Linked DNA regions of Anser cygnoides: region 1 is linked to region 2. A link is a contact called in public Hi-C data. All regions are on one chromosome and are shown on one strand. The core of a region is the stretch at or near the end of the contact, and the rest is flanking DNA. Distances in the headings are between cores, read along the strand shown. Region 1 overlaps PFKFB3 (6-phosphofructo-2-kinase/fructose-2,6-biphosphatase 3). Region 2 has its middle 68 kb from the start of PFKFB3.

What was found. A called contact is a pair of places that touch in the nucleus more often than the background predicts.
Region 1: a Hi-C map of liver shows a contact between it and region 2, with 1.6 times the contacts expected there. The contact joins two enhancer-like sites. A contact is called at or near these places in 2 of 7 Hi-C or Micro-C datasets (blood and liver).

The regions. Positions count from the first base shown.
Region 1 is chr1:4,024,869-4,030,742 of Taihu_goose_T2T_genome, reverse strand. All of the region lies in intron 1 of PFKFB3 (6-phosphofructo-2-kinase/fructose-2,6-biphosphatase 3), which reads right to left. LOC125182647 (a long non-coding RNA gene) reads left to right here. Exons shown (of 4, transcript XR_010833828.1): 3 at 1-168; 4 at 2,956-3,174. Among named protein-coding and RNA genes, the nearest start is that of PFKFB3, 5.9 kb to the right of the region's middle. Within about 2 kb of position 1,597, at least 2 of the 3 cell types and tissues checked have open chromatin away from gene starts, as enhancers often do. A contact at or near this core is called in liver, where this site is marked.
Region 2 is chr1:4,086,717-4,093,079 of Taihu_goose_T2T_genome, reverse strand. No RefSeq gene overlaps it. Among named protein-coding and RNA genes, the nearest start is that of PFKFB3, 68 kb to the right of the region's middle. Within about 2 kb of position 4,224, at least 1 of the 3 cell types and tissues checked has open chromatin away from gene starts, as enhancers often do. A contact at or near this core is called in liver, where this site is marked.

The DNA of each region.
Region 1 (5,874 bases), core at 348-2,847, 60 kb after region 2:
ATCGATGAAACGGGGTGACTAAGCCCTGGCACACATCAGCCACATCCCTCGCTGCTTTGTCTCGTCTCGTTCGTAGCCGGGCCGTTAGCCACCGCGGCGACAGCGCCAACTCAACCCCGCGGCTGCAAGCACAGCCCGGTAGCACAGCCAGAGCCCAAACCAGAAAAGGTACCAATAGATTCTCCAAAATTTGGCTCTCAGACTGTAAATCCGTCTCTAGAAAAGCCCTCTTTCCACCCACGTGTTCTCCACCAAGTTACGCAAATCGCTGCCATTGCAACAACAATTTGTTGGGCATTCTTTGATGGTTTGTTAAATTGCTCTCGGATTCACGGTGTTTGACTTGGGTTAGTTTCTGAGCAGCTCAGCTGCACCCAAAAATTAAAAAAATAAAAAATAAAAAAGACAAAAGAGGGGAAGAGAGATTGAGGAAGAGGAAACCCAGCAGCAACCAGAGGCAATTTCACGTTTAAGAGGACCAAAGGGTTTGCAGACCGTGCTCCCACATGCACGTGTTGTTCCCAGCTCCTGAGGTGGAAACCCACTGCCTGCCTTTGGCAAAGAAACCTTGGAGAAACAAGCAAACATATCACTGCTGACAGGTGCCTCTTCTGCCTTGACTCATCCCACTCAGGGCACGGTTCAAAACACAGCAATTTTGGTAGCAAAGCTGTTTCAGATTCCCTCATCGCACCCCAGAGCCCTGTCCTCAGCTGTCAGCTGGACCTGGGTCTCTAGCTGGGAAATGGACCCAGACTGGAGAAAATATAACAGCTTTTTTAAATTTATTTTTTATTATTTTTTGCAAAGGTAGTGTTGTTTCGCAGTGTGGGTCCGTCCCCGGAGCAGTGGTGTTGGCACAAAACCGGGCAGCATCCCGTGGTGCTGGGGTGAAGGAGCTTCCTTGGGCTGCAAAAGCCCAAACCCCAGCCCCTGCCACATCCTGCTGCTCCTGTTAGAAATCCCTCATTAATCAGAGGGCTTTCTAAGAAAATCATTGAGCAGGATTAAAACCAAGTCAAAAACTCCGATCTCTGCCCTGGGCGTGCTACAGTCTCCTATTGGCATCAAGGTTGGATGTTTGCCCAGGTCACACCCTGGGTTGAAAGGACCAGTTTCCTCCAAAATTATATCCCTGGCTACGATAAATTTATTCTCCACTCATGCAGAGTAAACTGGCAGTGCCCATCTGTATTTTTAGGGGCAGAATAACTTGGTTTCCTTGCATCCCAACACAGAAATCAGCTCTGTGGTGGGCATTTAGTCCCTGCCTTGAAGCCCACGAGCAAGGCACCAGAAGTGCAGGAGCAGCCAGAGCACCCCAGGGACTGAAATTTGTGCACGGGCAGGGGGGCTCCGTCCCCCTTGGGGGCTTGAAAATAGATGTGAGTGCAGGAGGCAGGATGCCCGATTTTACCCTGGAACCACTCGCAATAAATCCTAGCGAGTTTAACAAATTCTGCTGTTTACCAAGCCGAGCTGTTCCCGAGCTTTCCTAGAAATCTCCTCGGTGGAGGAGACCCAGGCACCAGCTCCTGCTGCCCGTGTCCCTGCTGGTGACTGGGGAAGTGGATGCAGCGAGGACATCCTCCTCGCGCACGCGTGAGCAGGGCGTGCACAGCCCGTGCACGCTCCGCGGGCTTGCATGTGCTCGGAAGCCCCACGGCCCCACCATCCGCCGCGTGCCTGCCAGAAAAGAAGCCGTAAACAAGTTTACCCTGCTGCCCTGCAATAGGGCTCTCCCCGGGTCAGCTCGGGCAAGCGAGCTGCCAAGAGGAGTGCTCGGGGAGGGAAATAAATCATCTCGTCTGGAAGGGGTTTTGTGTTGCAGCTGGTTTAACTCCAGCCCTGCCGTGTCCCTGCCCAAAAACCTGCTGCCGGTCCTACCAGGCGAGCCAAAACCAGGGCTGAGGCTGCTCGGGAACACAGCAGCACCTCCTTTTTTTTTTCTAGTAAATTTAATATTTCATGTTCCCCAGCCCCAAAGCAGCGCCGTTTCTACCTGGGTTGTTTCACAGGGAGATATTTGTACACCCCAGCCTCTGCAGCCTGAGCTCAGATAATCTGTTCCCAGAACAAATACAGCTTTCCCCACTTTCCAACCCAAATCTCTCTGGGTGGGGTTTTAACACCTACACGGGCTGATGTTCAAGCCATGTGTCACACTACCCTAAGGTGCGGAGCAGCGATGCACACCGGGATGTCCCTGCCCTGGGACAGGGGACACATGCTGCGTGCTCCGGCAGGGACAGGTTTGATGCGGAGTGCGCTGGAGCTGCAGATAAGGGGTTTGGATCCCTGCCACGCTGCTGCCGGAAAGGAACCGGCAGCAAGACTGCAAGCACCCTGCAGAATTGTGTGCGTGGCCCCAAATCACTGGGGATGCACCGGGCTCCAGTGGGGATGGCACCCGGAGGGATGCTCTGCCCAGGATGGGATGCAGCCAGACACGTAGAGGACAGCGTGATCACAAATCCTGGGGCAGAGCCACCAGCAGGTGCCCCGGGGTTGTCTCACCAAAGCTCCCCATGAAGCCCCAGGGCACGGGGAGGTTGGGGACAGCCCGTTTCGGTACAGTAGCAGTGTCATGGCCATGAGCAGCCAGGTACAGTGCGTCAGACTTGTCGTCCCATGGCATCAAATCACTGCTTTTGCTAGAAATAGCACGGGCTCGTTGCAGCCCTGCGCCTCTCTGCTCGGGTCCTGAAGGTCTCCAAAAAGCCACAGCCACCAGCACAGCGCTGCACCCTCCCCTGCCTCAGTTTCCCTTGCCACAAGTGATAAATCTCAGATGGGGATTAAAGGACTCAGATGGGGATTAAACCCTTAGATGGGGAATAAAGGACTGGGGAGAGGGGCGAAGAAACTCAGCAGCCAAATACGAACCAACAGCATGATGCCCCTGGGGTAAAAACTAACTAAATAAAAATCCCTGATCACCTTTTTTTTTTTCAGCCTTTCAGCTGTGAAAATGTGTCTGTGTTTCATGAACTGCTGGGTGCCCTGTGGAGACTGAAGGCAGCACCCGTGTGCGTGCGTGCACGCACGCGGCAGGCAAAGAGCGATCACGCCTTGCCGGCTGCTGGTTTTGAAATCCTCCCACGTCCCTCGGCGAAGAGCCCGCGGTCATCTGATTTTAGGCGAACACCTCCGGAGCTCGCCTTCACCAGGCGGGATGGCTCCTGCCACACGCAAGAATGCAGGGATGAAGCTCCTGTCATCGCAGCAGGGAGGCGATGGGGAGGGAGGCAGGGTTGTTTTACGGCAAGACGAATTTCCCTGTAGTTGAGGGTGTGTTGGGAAGGGGTGACGCACGCCTAGGTGGGCTTTTTTGACATGAGGTGGTCACTGGGCACGGTGTTCAGCTGGTGGCACGCGTAAAAAGCAGTTGGGTTGTGCCACTGCCTGTTCGTCATGTAAATATGGGATGGGAGAGTCCTCCATCGGTGCAAGAGGGAGGCTGGAGACCAAGAGGAGGGTTTCTTTGAGGGTTCCTCCAGCAGCCCGAGCTGCCTGCTGGGTGTCTGGCCCTGGGAAGGCAGGTTGGAGGCACGTCTGCCTGCTCCCAGCTTAGGGAATGCTATCAGGAATTACATCTTTACGTGGTTTAAATTCCCAGACTCAGGAAGTCTGAGAGGCTCTGACAACCCGCTTAACCCACCGTCTGGTTTCCGTGGGTCCCCAAAATCCCCACTGGACATCACAGCCCCCCTGAAACAGCCCTAAGCCTCCTGCCCCCATTTAAAGCTGGGCGGTGGGTCCAGCTCCAGCACAACCCCTGGACACGGTGACTCCTTAAACCCATTGAAAGCTCTTAATGAATGCTATGAAAGCTAAAAAAAGTTTAATGTCACAAAGACAGTGGAGAGGTCATACTCGTCAAGTGCTTTCCTGGGGTTGAGGAGAGCACGGACGTGCTCGGATGGATGGGATGTGGGCACGGATACCTGTGAGTTTGGGTCATTTGCTCGTGTTTTTGCTCCAGAAGCCAGCGAGGCAAAAGGAGCTCAAATTAAACCAAGAGCCACAAGGAAATCACCCCGGTAAGAAGCACATTCCGGGGGGAAAGCGGGACACGAGGGAGTTTCCAGTCTTCCAGGAAAGGTGATGGCTGAAAACAAGGCGATGGTTTAATGAAAGCACGAGCCGGTGAGTCAGGGAAGCCAGAGACAGCTCCGCTGCACATTTCCTGCCTGCCCTTTGAGCAGATGGCTGTGAGCAGACGCCCACACGGGCACGGACACCAGGACGGACTCAAGGGGGGGCCGGGACACTCAGACCCCCCCAGAAGCTCCCGCCTGCTTCTCCTGAGCCGCGTCACCCGGAGGAGCAATTCACCCGTGCTCGTAAATCCCCCTTCGAGCCGAAATGCCGAGGAGTGCCGGGAAAGCAGAGAGGAGAGGAGCGAGAGCTGACGTGAGCAGCAAACGCAGCAGTGCACGGGTTTGCAAGCCAGAAAGCAGCAGAAAGGGGAGAGAAAATACCCGCTTAAGGACCAGGAACCTGCAGAAAGGCACATCTCCGCCCTGAGCTGGAATCGCCCTGGAAAAGTCTGCAGCAGGGTGTGTTACCACCTGAACACACACACACGGGTTGTGATTTAAGGGAAGAGCGCAATAAAGGGACGCGGAGAAAAAATAGCACCAGGATGTGGCACTGGCCTGCCCCTTCCCTTCGTACTCGTGTGCCAAAAGCACCTCTGTTCCCCCTAACCATTCAAAGAGCTCCCGTGACCTCAACGAGCAGAAATAGGGCCAGAAGACATCCGCGTGCCCCCAGAGGGGACACTGCAAACCAGGGCTCCGGCACCGGTTTGGAGGTGCTGTGGGACATCCAGCACGCCTGTAGCGGGGTCAGTAGGTGCAGCAGAGCAGGTCTCTGCCCTACAAGTGGCTCCAGGGCTGAATTTGGGGTTTTTGTCACAGTCTCCAAGATCTCCAGACAGCTCGGCTGATGGGGAGTGGATCGGTCCGGGAGGCTGGTGTGATGTAGGGAGGAAGGACCTGGGTCAGGGCTGGTTTTTCAAGCCTGCTGTTCTCCCCTCTATGGTGGGTGCTCATCTTCCCTAGCCCTTTGGTTGGATCCATCTCGGCTGCGTGCTGCCAGCGTGAAGCCAAGCATCTGGCTCTCCTTGTGGGCACTGGATTTGGAGGGGTCCCCTTAGGGCTGTAGACCCCATCCACCATCACCACCCCTCCTCTGATCCTGCTTGCCCATTGCCTCCTGGGGGGACATGGATGTCTGGCTCGTGATGAAGACCTTACTCCAGAGGGTTAAGCAAGGCGAGACCTATCTGGCCCCATGTGATACGTGCAAGGACGCCCTCCAGACCGCTCTCAGCCCGGGGAAGAGATGTTTAATCCAACTCGTGTGCAGCAATCACGGGGCACCACCTCCCTTCCTGCTACCAGCCCAGCTGATAATGACAGAGCTCAGGTTTCAGCCACAGACCCCTTAGGAGCCCCCAGACCCACCCCCCCTTGTGCGTTTTCCAGCATCCCTCCTTCCTCTCCTGCCCCCACGAGCCGTGGCTGCTCCTCCAGATGCTGCACAGGACCCCACCGCCGCGTGGTGACAAACCACGGCCACTCCGTGCGCACCACAGGGCACGCTCCCCAGGGGATTTCCCCAAAACACACCCAGCAGCCCTGTCTGGAGACGGCGCGTCCTCCAGCCTGGGTCAGCAGGTCCACCACACCTATGGCTCTTCTAATCTCCACCTTGCTATCAGCTCTTCCTGCTCACCCTGCAGAGACAGCGTGCTCAGCACCACCAGCTCTCTCTCCACGGCCCCCAGTCCAGCAGTAACGTGCCCTGATGACCAGCAACCCCAGCAGGTCTCCTTGTCCAACGGCTAAAAGCCAGCCCCAGCCT
Region 2 (6,363 bases), core at 2,975-5,474:
TTCCAAGACAAGCCCCACATCAGGTTGGCCTGGTCTTCTGTGCCATTTTTTCCACCCCATAGCTCCTCAGCAGGTCTCCATCTGTTGCTCCATAAGAACATGGATTTCTCATAGGCCTGTGTCATACCTTCCAGCCCCAAGTGGAAACATCTCAAGGGACACCAGATATCTCTATTTAAGCAACAGACCCTTCTCTGTGTGCAGGTGTCTCCATGTGAGAGGGACATCTGACCTCCCTTGTCAGTGGACCTAGGGCTCTACTGAAATGCCCACTTGGAATTGCCTAGAGCCAGCTGAGATGCTCTTGGGGTATCTGAAACATCTGGGCATCATAAACCGAGAAGACATAAGACCTTCATGAAGCCTGTCGCCTTCTGGGGTGGCAGCTGGAGGCTGGGGGCTGCTGTAGAGACTCATATATGATACTGGGCACCTCTGTTGGGAAACTGAATCTGCGCTAAATCCCAACCATCCGGTGTACCCTTCCTTGGTGGGCCTTAAAAATACTTCATGTTCTTTCTTATACTGAGTTTTGAATTTAATAATAATAATAATAATAATAATTTGGATCTTCTGCTCTTGTGACTGCTTTTCAGGAGTATCCCAATTCAAAGGAAAATGAGATATTTCTCCTATGGGGAAAGCGTGGCACTGATGAACTGAGATGCTTGTGGTCATCCAGAAGGCAAAGCTGGAAACTAATCCCAGTTCTCTTGACCATCAATCCAGGCTCCTAACCACAAGGTGAAGCCATGCATCCCAGCCACTGATCTTCAGATCCAGGACAGCATCCAGCAGATCTGCCAGCTGAAGGCTGCCCTATTTCCCACCATGATAGGTAGAAAGGCAGTGAAGTATGTGAAGTATCCAACATCCAATTTAACTAAGCCCAACTTCACTCTTGAACATATTGGAGGGCAAATATCCATCTCATTAATTATTTGGGCCCCTTAAAGAAGGGTTAGGGATGCATGGCTGTATCATACTGCTTCAATGCACAAGTAAGTCCCAGTTGCATTTGTTGCAATGCTCTTAAAACTTGAAACTTCTCCCTTCCCACTCCCCCTCCTGGCTTTGTGCATTGATATTCTCCACCATCACGCTGCACTGATGTGACACTGTGAGTTGAATCTCAATTAGTGGGTAGGGGGTACGGTCCTCAGACAAAAATCCAATAGAAGCTGCCTGCCATTGAAGGGCAGTGAGCAGATAAATGTGTTTGTCTATGAGTGTGAAAACAAATGGAATGGGTTGTGGTTTTACTGGAAGCAAGGTGCCGATAGTGGAAACAGGTCAATAAAAAAATGACTCTTAGTTGCTCTGTGGAAATGTCTGGGAAAACTGAAATGAATAAGGAAAGCAATTTAGCTAGGGGAAAAAATAAAAAGAGAGGGGAAAAAAAAAAGGAAAGAAAGAAAAGAAAACCTGTATTTTATTAAATTCCAGCTTTCTTTCTTTCTTTTTTGAAAATTCATGGGATGCTTGAGAAAGGTCTGGATCATCACTCTTCAAAGCCGATGTTCAAGCCTCATGCACAGCAGCTGCCTTTTTACACCATGTTTCCAATCTGCTTAGCTATCCCTGGGGCTTTCAGGGCTGGTTTGTAATGATTTTTCTGACACAATCTCTAAGTTTTAGTTGGAGCAGCCACTTGCCAAAGGTGTGCAAACTGGGTGAAGGTGAGTCGGAGTATATCCATAAAGGTCTGCGGGTGACTAAGTCTGAATGGAGGTCCCACACCTTGGTATCTCTATGGACCCAGTCCTTAGATCTCACTCTACTGCCCTAATGCTATGGAAATCCCTTACAGTTGGGGTGTCCAGTGCCAGCTGACATGACCTATCTAGCCTCCAGCTGCCAATCCCAAAGGTAGATTTGTTGTCTTGCAGATCCTGGGTCATATCTGCCAGCTCCACGTAGACCTTTCAGGCCTGGAGCAAGTTCGAGCAAGTGAATCAAGGTCCTGAACTGGGGTGAGATGATGGCCACCTCCAACCCTAAATATCTGAAATTGGAAGGTGCCAAAGGGAGGCAGAATGTGTTGCCAGTAAGCCCCAGAAGCTGTGCAGGCATCTTCACCTGCATGTTCTCAAAGAGCTATGCTATTCATTTAATTTTGTACTCTCCACAATGGCTGCCAGAGATAAGAAAGACCACTTCCCAGTCAGGGCAGGATGTTTTGCAAGCTGCGTAACTCCCCGGGCTCATCTCTGATTCACATTTCTGTATCCTCCAAACCTGAGATTTCAGCTTTTCTGCCCAGCAGGTCCTGTTTCACAGCCTTCAAACTATAGCCTTTACGTAACATGTCTCTATCACGTTTATCACTTACACTGTAGTGCAACCCCTCAGAATTTTACAGAACCATTAAATACCAAAGATGATGACTCTCTGGTAAATAAGGAAGGTGTCAAACATGGGCAGTGTTCTTTGTGCTATGTTCTCCTTTGGCTTTTTATTAGACTAGCAAGAAGGAAGTTTGTAATTGCAATGCCCAAACCACCCAGTTTTCTGCGTGGTCTACAGCGCTACCAACAACAGTGTTTGAAACAGAAAACAAGTCAAGTGAGAAAGGAAACACAGGACAAGTGTAGAGACTTCCTTGTTTTTCTGCCAGACCACTTCCTTCCTGCCCTTCCTTTCTGCTCTCACTAATAACCACAGTCTCTTGCTGTCTTAAGTCTCTCTTCCTTGACTCATCCAGAGCCCAGCTCTTCCAAGCAGACACCAAAATCCCACTTCTGGTTCTCTCTGCCTGGTGGAGCTGGCTGGGGACAAATTCAGGAGCTTGATTTGATTGCTTGTTTTAGTAACATAAAGACATTTATTGCAATTTGAGACACCCTTGAATGCTTGAAACATCTGGAAAGGACTTTCAGATGTTGCACAGCACCTGTGGAAGACCAGGGTACCTGGAGAGACACCTGGAACCCACACAGGATGCCTTTCAAGTGGTCCTAGATACTTATGCGTGGAATTAGCTTTCTAGATCCCAAGATCTAGATACCAAGTAGGGGCAGGATACAGGTGCTTAAACATCTGGAAACTTTTGCAGTGCCCAAAGGTATCTGAGACACTTGCTCAAGACTGACAGATGTGATACAGGAACACAGGGGACATCTGCTCTTCTAGCACAGAAGCTGAAGACCAGGCAGGATTGATCACAGAGACTAAGGTGGCAGCAGACATTGGCATCCAGGCAATTGAAAGCTACCCTAGATGTCCAGTGAGTACTTAGGAGCTCAGACATCAGGCTCACATGAAGACACCAACACTGTAAGTATCCAAAGGAAGAGAGGACAGCCTCCAACAATTTTAGGGGTGCCGATTTTAGCTTAAAAATCACATGGCGAGATAGATGCATGCCCTCTGGGCTAAATAAAAACACTGCAAAGCCCCTTGAGGGTGACTGATCCTTTTAGATGGACAGGTGACCATCTGTGATCGGTCAAGTCCTGGTTTAACCTTCCCGTCGTGTCGTAATACACAGTGTGCCATGTGGTTTGGCTCTCTCCTAGAGAGAGCAATCAGAAATGTTGCTATTATCTCCCATGGCTTTTTTTTTTTTTTTTCAGTTGGGCTACAGGAATGAAAGATATGGCTGGGATTTCAGGGCCACCAAGATATTGGAGCAATCTGAAATCATATGGTGCTAATGAACCAGAGAACTCAATGCTGAAGTTGTCATTTAATCATTAACCATCTTCTGAACTGCATTAATTTGGGCTTCAGAGTTATTACCTTGCAGAAGCCTTTGATCTCAGTTTAGGGTGATTTCAAAATCACTTTCAACATATCAGATATGATGAAGCATCCGAGAAAACCGGTGCTTCCCCTTGTTTTCACTGTGCTTCAAAATGGGACAGAGATTTCTTTAGAGTCAGCCAAAAAAGGAAATTGCAAACACCTGAATTCTTTTTTTAATCAAAGTTTATATTTCTACATGTGCTTACAAGATATTACGACAACCTTTCCTGACTTATCCACCATCAACCTTGAGAGAAACAGCCTTCCAGAGCCTACCAGAAGTTGGCATGAGGCAGAAATAAGCCCCATAAGAGGTCAGAGAAGGTTCAAAAGAGCAAAATGAGGACAAAAAGGAAGAAGAACCTGAAACAACAATGCAAAATCATGGGACTGAGCAGCGAGGCATGTGAGATGCAACTGAATCCACTCACTTCAGACCTTGTCGGAGGGTTATGTTGTCGAGGCCATGCAGATGTAGGAGTCAGTGGGAGAAGGAGCCACACGTGGTAGGGGGACGGGCAGCAGAAGAGGGGATGGCATGCTCTGATAGCAGTGACTGCAGTTTCTGGCTGCCTAAACCATTTAGATCTGGACTTCTTGGGTCCCTCTACATCTCTGGGCACAGTTTTGCCTCTTTCCCTTGGGGCTGTGCATGCTTGGGGATGAAGGTTTGCTCTTAGTTTGTCCAGAGAAGTGTCAAACAGCAAAGAGATCCCCATGCCACAGGGCCCCCAGTCCCATGGCTACCACAGGACACAGAAAATATCATGATTTGAGTAGACCAAAAGCACTGTATCCACATTCCCTCTTCTCTCCCACTAATTCATTGCCAAACTTTTCCTTCACTCTGGCTAGTGCATGCAGCATTGGTCCTGCCTTCAGCCTAGGTGTGGTGCAGTGTAGACAGAACCATGGGAAGTGGAGATGAGTCAGCTCCTGGCCGTGGTTCTTTATGTTTCACATACACATCAGCTGCAAAAGACATCCTCAGAAGTTAAAGAGCTAGTTATTTCAGACCAAACTATGAGGAAAGAGAGAAGGAAGGAAGGAAGGAAGGAAGGAAGGAAGGAAGGAAGGAAGGAAGGAAGGAAGGAAGGAAGGAAGGAAGGAAGGAAGGAAGGAAGGAAGGAAGGAAGGAAGGAAGGAAGGAAGGAAGGAAGGAGGGAAGGAAAAGAAAGAAAGAGAGAAAGAGAGAAGGAGAGAAAGAGAAAGAAAGAAAGAAAGAAAAAGAAAGAAAGAGAGCGAGAGAGAGAGAGAGAAAAAGAAAGAGAAGGAAAAAGAAAGAAAGAAAAAGAGAAAGAAAGAAAGAGTGAGAGAGAGAGAGAAAAAAGAGAAAAAGAAAGAAAGAAAGAAAGAAAGAAAGAAAGAAAGAAAGAAAGAAAAAGAAAGAAAGAAAGAAAGAAAAGAAAAAGAAAGAAAAAGAAAGAAAGAAAGAAAGAAAGAAAGAAAGAAAGAAAGAAAGAAAGAAAGAAAGAAAGAAAGAAAGAAAGAAAGAAAGAAAGAAAGAAAGAAAGAAAGAAAGAAAGAAAGAAAGAAAGAAAGAAAGAAAGAAAGAAAGAAAGAAAGAAAGAAAGAAAGAAAGAAAGAAAGAAAGAAAGAAAAAGAAAGAAAGAAAGAAAGAAGGAAAGAAGCAGTCATGTGTCAATGATAAACACAAAATGAGTCACGCCGTAAGAGGCTGCACCTGAAAGGAAATCTAAAACAGCAACTTCCTCCTCGCTGCGGGCTGCAGTTTGCTGCTGCATACAAGGAGTAGAGATAGAAAAGTGAAAACGTCTGCTTTCTGCCTCATGGTCAGACATAACCAGTGTTATAACCAGAGCCGTGCAAAGGCCCCATCCTTCATTTCCCCAGCCAGGGCTGCAGTTGTAGAAGAAAAAAATAATAAATTTCTCCATGCGAGTAAAAGCTTTGCATCAAAACTATGTGATGTTGCCAGTGACGGCAGGCTCGACCACAGCCGAAGTTCCCACAGTGAAGTGAAACTCGAATGTCTTCAGCAGCTCTGGCAAACACATGCCAGCTCTGCCTGAAGCCCTCAGACAGAGACGTTTCCCCTCCACTGGTGCAGGAGAGAGGTCTAATTCTCTGCTAACCTGTTTCTCTGCTTGTTTATACAGAGTTGTACATTGAAATAATTAAGGTCTTGTGGGAAACCTCGACTTTAAAATAGGAGAATATATATATATATATGTATATGTATATAAAGACATTTTCTGTGTAATTTTTCAAAAGTCACACGCAGCCTTGGCATCTTGTTGTTTCAGACACCCCAACCCAGCACCTGGAGCTCAGCCTGCAGGGGCAGGGACAGCCGATGCTGAGCAGCAGGGCCTCCCGGGTCCTTGATTCCTCTGCATCTTTCCTCAAATTTCCCCTTTCTGCTGCTTGCCTAGAGACAAAAACCTCCCATCCCTAGCAAAGAATGGAAGAAAACTGCATGAACTTTAGGAGGCAGGGCCTGTCAGAAGATGCCTGAATCCTAGCTTTAAAAAATATATATGTATGATGTTTCCCACTTTTTTCTTTTCATCTGCAATCATTTGCTGAACTCAGGCAGAATTCACAGTGATTTTTGCCCATCCAAAGCAGTGCTTCACACCAAAAGCCCCCTCT